2 separate regions of the Oryctolagus cuniculus genome follow, and region 2 is linked to region 1. Evidence: chromatin contacts called from public Micro-C data. All regions are on one chromosome and are shown on one strand. Each heading gives the region's core, a stretch centred on a gene start, on an enhancer-like site or on the middle of the called end of the contact. The rest is flanking DNA. Distances are from core to core; before and after follow the strand shown.

Region 1 (3,650 bases), core at 584-3,083:
AGGGTTATTTTATTTTATTTCTTATTGAAGACTTGCAGCAATTCTATTGTGAGATTAGGGTTAAGAATAGGTGAATTTTTTTTTCTAAATTGTGGCACAACCACACAATAGACTACTTTTTTTAAAAAAAGTTATTTATTTATTTATTTACTTGAGAGGTAGAATTACAGACAGAGAGAGGAAAGAAAGGTCTTCCTTCTGTTGGTTCACTCCCCAAATGGCCACAACGGACGCAGCTGCGCCGATCTGAAGCCAAGAGCCAGGTGCTTCCTCACGGTCTCCCATGTGGGTGCAGGGGCCCAAGCACTTGGGCCATCCTCCACTGCACTCCCGGGCCACAGCAGAGAGCTGGACTGGAAGAGGAGCAGCTGGGACTAGAACCCGGCGCCCATATGGAATGCTGATGTTGCAGGTGGAAGATTAGCCTAGTGTGGCCCCAAGAATCGGTGAATCTTAAGTCAGTGATGAATATGGAACACTCAGTCCTTGCTTAAGACCATCATAAAGTAAAAAGAACCATCTATGTAGGTAAATGACAGACACTTCCTAGGGCCCTTTTATGCCTTTCCGGGTGGAAATCAAGGAGTTTCTGGCAATATAAAAAATTAAAATCTATCAAAATGTCTTCCTGTGCAAGTCTCCCTATGATGAGGCAGAAAGTGCTGAGCAAAGACATTCAAATACACAGACACACGTGTACACACATCATACACAAACACACGTGCACACTCACAAGTACACGAGCACAATATAAACACACATACACATATATACACACACACATACAGTATGGAGACATACACACATACACAATCAGCCTTGTTCCTGGGCAAAACCGTCCAGCAGTTTCAACGTAATTTTAATGCCTTATGTATAGGTAGACAACTTTCTTATGTATTTTCTCATTTAATTCTATTAAGGACTGTAATTCACACTCTGCTGGAAAGGCTACAAATTGGTGACTTTTTAGAAAAGTTCTTGGCATAACTCCTAAAGTTGAACATGCACACTTCCACTATGACCTAATAACCTCACCCGTATGTGCACTCACAGAAATCCATGCAGGCATGTGCCCAAAGGCACAGTTAGAGAACGTTTATAGCAGCTTTATTTCTAAATAACTCAGAAGCGGGAACCTATATGCTTTTACATAGAATGGATACATCATGATATTCTCATGTGACGGAATACTTTAGTAAAACTGGAAAAAACTATAGTTACTTACACAACAAACAGGTAAATCTCACAAATGTAATTTTTCATAGACATAATACACAACGCATACCAAGGTACTCCAAAAAAGTTCATGGAAATTTTAAAATGTTTTGGTGTAAAAAACCCTTGAAGTTCAGGCATGCAAGAATTTTCAAAAAGTTCAGGAAAATGTGTTTTATTAGAACACTAAGTCAAAGATGCCCCTGAAAGATTCTCCAAAATACGCTCTCCAGCTACAGTACAGAACAAGTGCTCCAGCTCCACAGATGGAACAGAAACCTAAAATAACTGAAAAATGCAAGAAGCTTGTACTTGGTAGTCTCAGTATTTCCAATTTTATAGCTATGATAGACTGCATGAGACGGTATCTCATTTTGGCTCTTAAAATATTTTTCCAGCTTTTAATTTTTATGATATAGAACATTTGCATTTTCCTAAAAAGTTATCTCAGGTCCTTTGGTCCCATGCCCCAGAACCAGACTGCAGACAACTGCTGATCTTCTCTCCTAACAATATGTAAATGTTTTTTAAAAATTACTTACTGGAGAGTCAGAGACACCGAGTGAGCTCTCATCTGCTTGCTCCCTCTCTAGATGGCCTGCAGCCAAAGCTGGGAGCTGGGAACACAGTTCAGCCTCCCACATGGCTGCCAGGAGCCCAATTGCTGGAGCTGCCTCCTCAGACCTATATCAGCAGGAAGCCGGAGGCAGGGACGGACCCAGGTGAGAAACCCAGGCACTCCAATTCGGGTGCAGGCATCTTACCCTCTAGGCCAAACACCACCTCTGACTAGTTGTACCTCTCATTGTGGCTTTACTTTGTACTTCTGTGAGAACCAATGATCTTCAGTATCTCAATTGGACACTAACTACTGACTGCCTGTATCTTCTTTAGTGAAACATCTATTCTTTTACCAAATTCTTGAGCTGCCCTATTGTAATTTTTAGACTTCACTATATATTCTTATACTTGAGGCACTTTCAAAAGTTTGTGGAAAACAGAATTAAAGGGTAAGTTTCGGGGCAGGTGTGTAGTGCAGTGTTTGGCAACACCTGAGACACCAGCATCCCACATGGAAGTGACTGAGTTTGGGTGCCAGCTCTGCTTCTGACCCCAGCTTCCTGAAAATGCACACCCTGGGACGCAGCAGGTGATGGCTCAAGTCCCTGCCCCCCAGGTGGGAGATCTGGATGGAATTCCAGGCTCCTGGCTTTTGCTTGGCACAGCCCTGGCTGTTACGGGCATTTGAAGAATGAACAAGTGGATGGAAGGTCTCTTTCTTTCACATTAAAAAAAGAAAAATTTTGTTGCAAAAACACTTTGAAATTCATACGTAAGTTTTTTGTAATATGTATTTTCCATGAATTTTTTGGAGATATTGTGTATAGTCTTTTTTTTTTAAGATTCATTTTTTATTTATTTAAAAGGCAGAGTTACAGAGAGAGGAGAAGGAGGAGAGAAAGAGAGAAGGGGGTGGGGGGGAGAATGAATCTTCTATCCACTGGTTCACTCCCCAAATGGCTATAATGGCTGGGGTTGGGCCAGGCTGAAGCCAGGAGCCCAGGGCTTCTTTCAAGTCTTCCATGTGGATGCAGGGGCCCAAGAACTTGGGCTGTCTTCTGTTTTCCAGGGTGCATTAGCAAGGAACTGGATCAGAAGTGGAGCAGCAGGGTTTCAAACCGGTGCCCATGTGGGATGCAGACATCACAGGCAGAGGCTTAACCTGCTATACCACAATGACAGTCCCATGTATAGTTCTTTTGTGTGCTGTCTGCATTGTAAATACTTCTTCCTGGTTAGCAGCTTACCTTTTTCTTCCTTTCTTTCTTCCTTTCTTAATTTTTAAGATTTATTTGAGAGACAGAGTTACAGACAGAGAGGTCTTCCATCTGCTGGTTCACGCCCCAAATGGCCTCAACAGCAGGAGCTGGGCCAATCCAAATGCAGCCAGGAGCTTCTTCCAGGTTTCCACGTGGGTGCCGGGGCCCAAGGACTTGAGCCATCTTCCTCTGCTTCCCCAGGTGCATTAGCAGGGAGCTGGATCAGAAGTGGTGCAGCTAGGACTCCGGCGCTGGAGGCTTAACTTGGTTCCAGCTTCCCCACCAATGCAAACTGTGGGAGGCAGCAGTGGTGGTTCAAGTAGCTGGGTTCCTAGCACCCACAGCTCCCGCAGCTGTTGTGGGAATTTGGGGAGTAAGCCAGCAGATAAGAGGTCTCTGTCAGCCTGCCTTTCTCTCTAAAAAGAAAAAAAAGATATAGAGATATAACAAGGAGGTGTTCTTTCTTTTAAAAGACCTGGCCACGTTTCCTGTAGTTCATTACCATTGGATCCCACATTTCTTTCTATCCAATCGGACTTCTCCATGAGTAGCCATTTCTTCAGCAGTTTGCATAAAAACATTCACGGAGCCACCTCCTTCTCTGGGCCTTCACTT
Region 2 (3,650 bases), core at 537-3,036, 280 kb before region 1:
CCCACCCCCGGCTGTTGAGGTCATCTGGGGAGTAACCAGTGGATGAAAGATCTCTCTCTCTGTAACGCCTTCAAATAAATAAATAGATCTTAAAAAGGAAAAACTGAAACAAAATACCACCATTTACTCACAACATGTTTATCCTAAGCACTGGTTTTTATAATTTGATCAAATAGTCATCATAAAACATGATTTTGTTGAATATAAAAGAAAATCCATCACCAATTGAAATTTCCACCTCCTAAGAAATTTGTCTACTACACAAAATTTGTCAAAATTGATTCTAGGGAGTACAGATGAAACTTCATAATAGAACATATTTACTACTTTATTAATTCCAGTCCAGTACATGCCCCAAGAATATCCTTCACTGAAAGTATTAACAGCCACGGCACAACTGCATACGCACGTGTTCAAGATTTGGTGCTATTCTCCCATCTACTCTTTCCATCTACTAGCTTAGCTCCCAGATTAGCTCCTACCATCTTCCATTCCCCGAAGCTTCCAAATAGTGGCAGAGCTGGGATTTAAGGGATTTAAAACCATGTTTGTCCACAAAAGCTACTGGCACACAAGGAGCTGGAGAGGCTGTTAAGAGGTACAGAACTGATCTGGCTCCAGTAACTTCGACTATGTATGGTCCGGCAGAGAATTTCTTGCAGAAATTAAAAATTTTATATATATACTCCTGAAATTTAAAAGTCCAAGTTTATTTGTTCTAAGTGTGCTATGTAGTACAAGTCAACAGCTCGCAACCTTCATTAAGGCACTCTTAGCATCACTTTTTAAAAATATATAATATTTTAATATATTAACAATGTAAGGTGCAGAATAACATGATAATTATCATTTTTAGGTAAATTAAAAATATGTATATTATGGCACAGGGACAAATATTTAAGGGAAGGAAACAAGAAACTAATGTATTTGCTTTTCTGGAAGACGAACTGTTTGAGAAGGCTGTTAATTTCCATTTTTTGTTCCATTCTACAAATTTACATTTTTAACCATGTGAATTTTTAAAAAATACCAACTGGCTTATCCAAATAGACACAGTGGGTCATTTTTCTTCTTTACATGAGAAGTAAAACCAGCCTAATGTTGTTCTCATTTAATGCTGTTTGAATGTAAGAGTCTGACAGTTCCTATTCAGAATCAACCAATAATGCAGAGCACTGCTATGTAACAAAGCTAAAATTGGGAATTTCACTATTACTGGCACTTGGTCTTCACACTGTTCAGGGAATGAGGTTGTGAGATGCAAGCACACAGACAAGGAAACCAAGGCCACGAGAGCTGCAGCGAGCTGCCCTGGGCCGTACAGCTTGATAGGAGCAAGGCCAGACTTAAGAGCTCTAGCAAGACTGCTGCAAGCAATTCTTTAACCTTGGTCATTCTCAGCCTGAGGCTCTGGGAGGGGATCTGAGGAGTGCCCAGACCACAGTAGCTTGCACACCCCCTAGATCTTCTCATCTTTGCAGCTACAATCTGGAGAAGCTGGAACCTTGCACCATGGGGCTTTCACCACATACTCTGAGGCACTGTGCAAGGTAGTGACATCACACATCTGTCCCCTCAGGTCATAGTTCCAAGGGCTTACCCTGTTGACTTATCCTGGGTCCAAACCTAGATGCCCCATATCATCAGGCCCCAGGGCCATCTTCAGCACCCACCCACTCCAAGCTTCCACTGTAGAGAAATCCTGGGGAGGTGACTGAGCTACAGCCAAGGAAAAGGCAGGCCCTTCCCACACACGCCTTCTGACAAACTCTGGAGCTACAACGCCTCTGCAACGTGCAGCCCTCACTCTAGTTTCTAGCATCATCTTTCGAACAGCACTGGCTTGGTATGCTAAATTCAGCAGGGCTATTTTCATATGCGTGACATCACCCTGGAGATGGGTGAGGCAGAAGGTTCATTAACACCTTAAATACCAAGGGTGCTCTCTTTTTTAGGCAGTGAGCTCATGGACTAATGGCCATGCGAGGTAGAGCTGCTCACTTAAGACAAGGTGCTTTTCTTCCCAGGGAGCCACAGAATAGACTATTTCCTTTCCACAGCGATTCTACAATTCTGCTCTGAGTAGTTGCTTACCCGTTTGTCAATGTCATTGTGTTGGAGCTGCACAAAGCGAGCGCTGATGGCTGCAATGTAGCTCTGCTGATTGGAGAACGCCACACGGCCAGCACCCTTGGGGTACTTCAGCTCTGGGTCTGTATCAATACCAGCATAGCAGACACCACCATACAAACGGTCCATGATCATCGCCAGCTCAACTGCAAGAAAATAAAACAGAGCCAGGTGTAAATGCCTGGGAGGTACCCTTGCCTAGGAGGAGGAAGAATTACTTGAGGATCATGCAGTATAATTAAGAAAAGGAAAACCCATGTTAAGTTTCATGAAGAATGTCCACACCAGTCTCATAACTCAATCAGGGGAGAGCCTCCTATGGTATATTTAAATGAGATGAAAATAAATTAATAGTTTACAATCATACACACACAAGAGCTGCATAATCAGAACTTTAGCAACAATATAAAGGGATGATCTATCAGTAATCTATTTGTTCTAACCTCTACCTGCTTAGCCCATTAGAATGGCTCTGAGTAGGCAAAATATTTCATGATACCCTAACATGTTAATAAAAACAGTCCTACTTACTGACTTCTAGGTCTGAAACCAATTAGTAATGTCACACTGTTAGATAAAGTTACAGAAGGAATTAATTCCTTGTTTCAACTACAGTAGTTGTTTACAACCTTACTCTCTACATTTGAAAAAAAATCTGAAGATTTTTAAAGGGTGTATTCTAGTCCACTGAGCAATCTCCATAGTACCTCTCATGTTGAATTTTAAATAATACAAATAATTAACTAACAGCAGCAATGAACATTTATTGAGCACTTACAATGTTCCAGGAAGCACTAAACTGCCACAAAAGTGGTAAAACTACACTCATCCCAGACCTTGCTATAGAGTCAAAGGTCCGATCTGTATTCTTTGCCATGTTTCTTCTAAATATGCCTTCATATTGGCATATTTACAAAACATTCAAACAGTAGTCATTTAGAAACTGGACAATTCCAAAGGCCAGATATTCTAAAATCATCCCTGTTATAAAGGTACCCAGGAGAGACGTGTAATACTTACTGCATTCCAAATGGCTGAAGGCATTTGTTTACTTGATACTGGACAGCACCTCCTTTGGGTATGACCATTTCTTTCAGGTCATTTGCATGGTATTAAGTCCAAAAGATTCAGTTCTACCTCTGGGTAGTGATCCCCAAAATCCATTTCCCTCAAATACGTCCATTGTTTGGTTTATTTGGAAGGGAGAAAGTTAGATGACCTGAACTACAGCCAGGCTACAATAACCACCATGCAGAATAATTCCACAGGAATCAGTATCCGAGTAGAAGGTAGGCGGCATGGTGGGGTGGGGAATAGCTTTGCAGCAGATACCAGGGTTGAATGGTAGAAGGACCTTGCCGGAGTTTTATAAACAGAAGAAAAGCTGAGCGGTACTGGTTCCTGTAACAGGAAACTACAGAGGTAGTGAGAAAAACTCTCATCATGTCAGCAAGGTTATCCTTCTCCTTCTTCGAAACTTGTTTCCATACCAGACTACCTAGTATTGGTGCTTGGTTTCT

The links. A called contact is a pair of places that touch in the nucleus more often than the background predicts.
Region 2: a Micro-C map of ear pinna shows a contact between it and region 1, with 4 times the contacts expected there. The contact joins two enhancer-like sites. A contact is called at or near these places in 3 of 6 Hi-C or Micro-C datasets (ear pinna, psoas muscle and an unstated tissue).

Annotation. Positions count from the first base shown.
Region 1 is chr15:38,149,009-38,152,658 of mOryCun1.1, reverse strand. No RefSeq gene overlaps it. Among named protein-coding and RNA genes, the nearest start is that of MARCHF5, 94 kb to the left of the region's middle. Within about 2 kb of position 1,833, at least 1 of the 8 cell types and tissues checked has an H3K27ac peak or open chromatin away from gene starts, as enhancers often do.
Region 2 is chr15:38,433,262-38,436,911 of mOryCun1.1, reverse strand. It overlaps CPEB3 (cytoplasmic polyadenylation element binding protein 3), which reads right to left. Exons shown (of 10, transcript XM_070057623.1): 9 at 2,095-2,276. Among named protein-coding and RNA genes, the nearest start is that of BTAF1, 140 kb to the left of the region's middle. Within about 2 kb of position 1,786, at least 3 of the 8 cell types and tissues checked have an H3K27ac peak or open chromatin away from gene starts, as enhancers often do.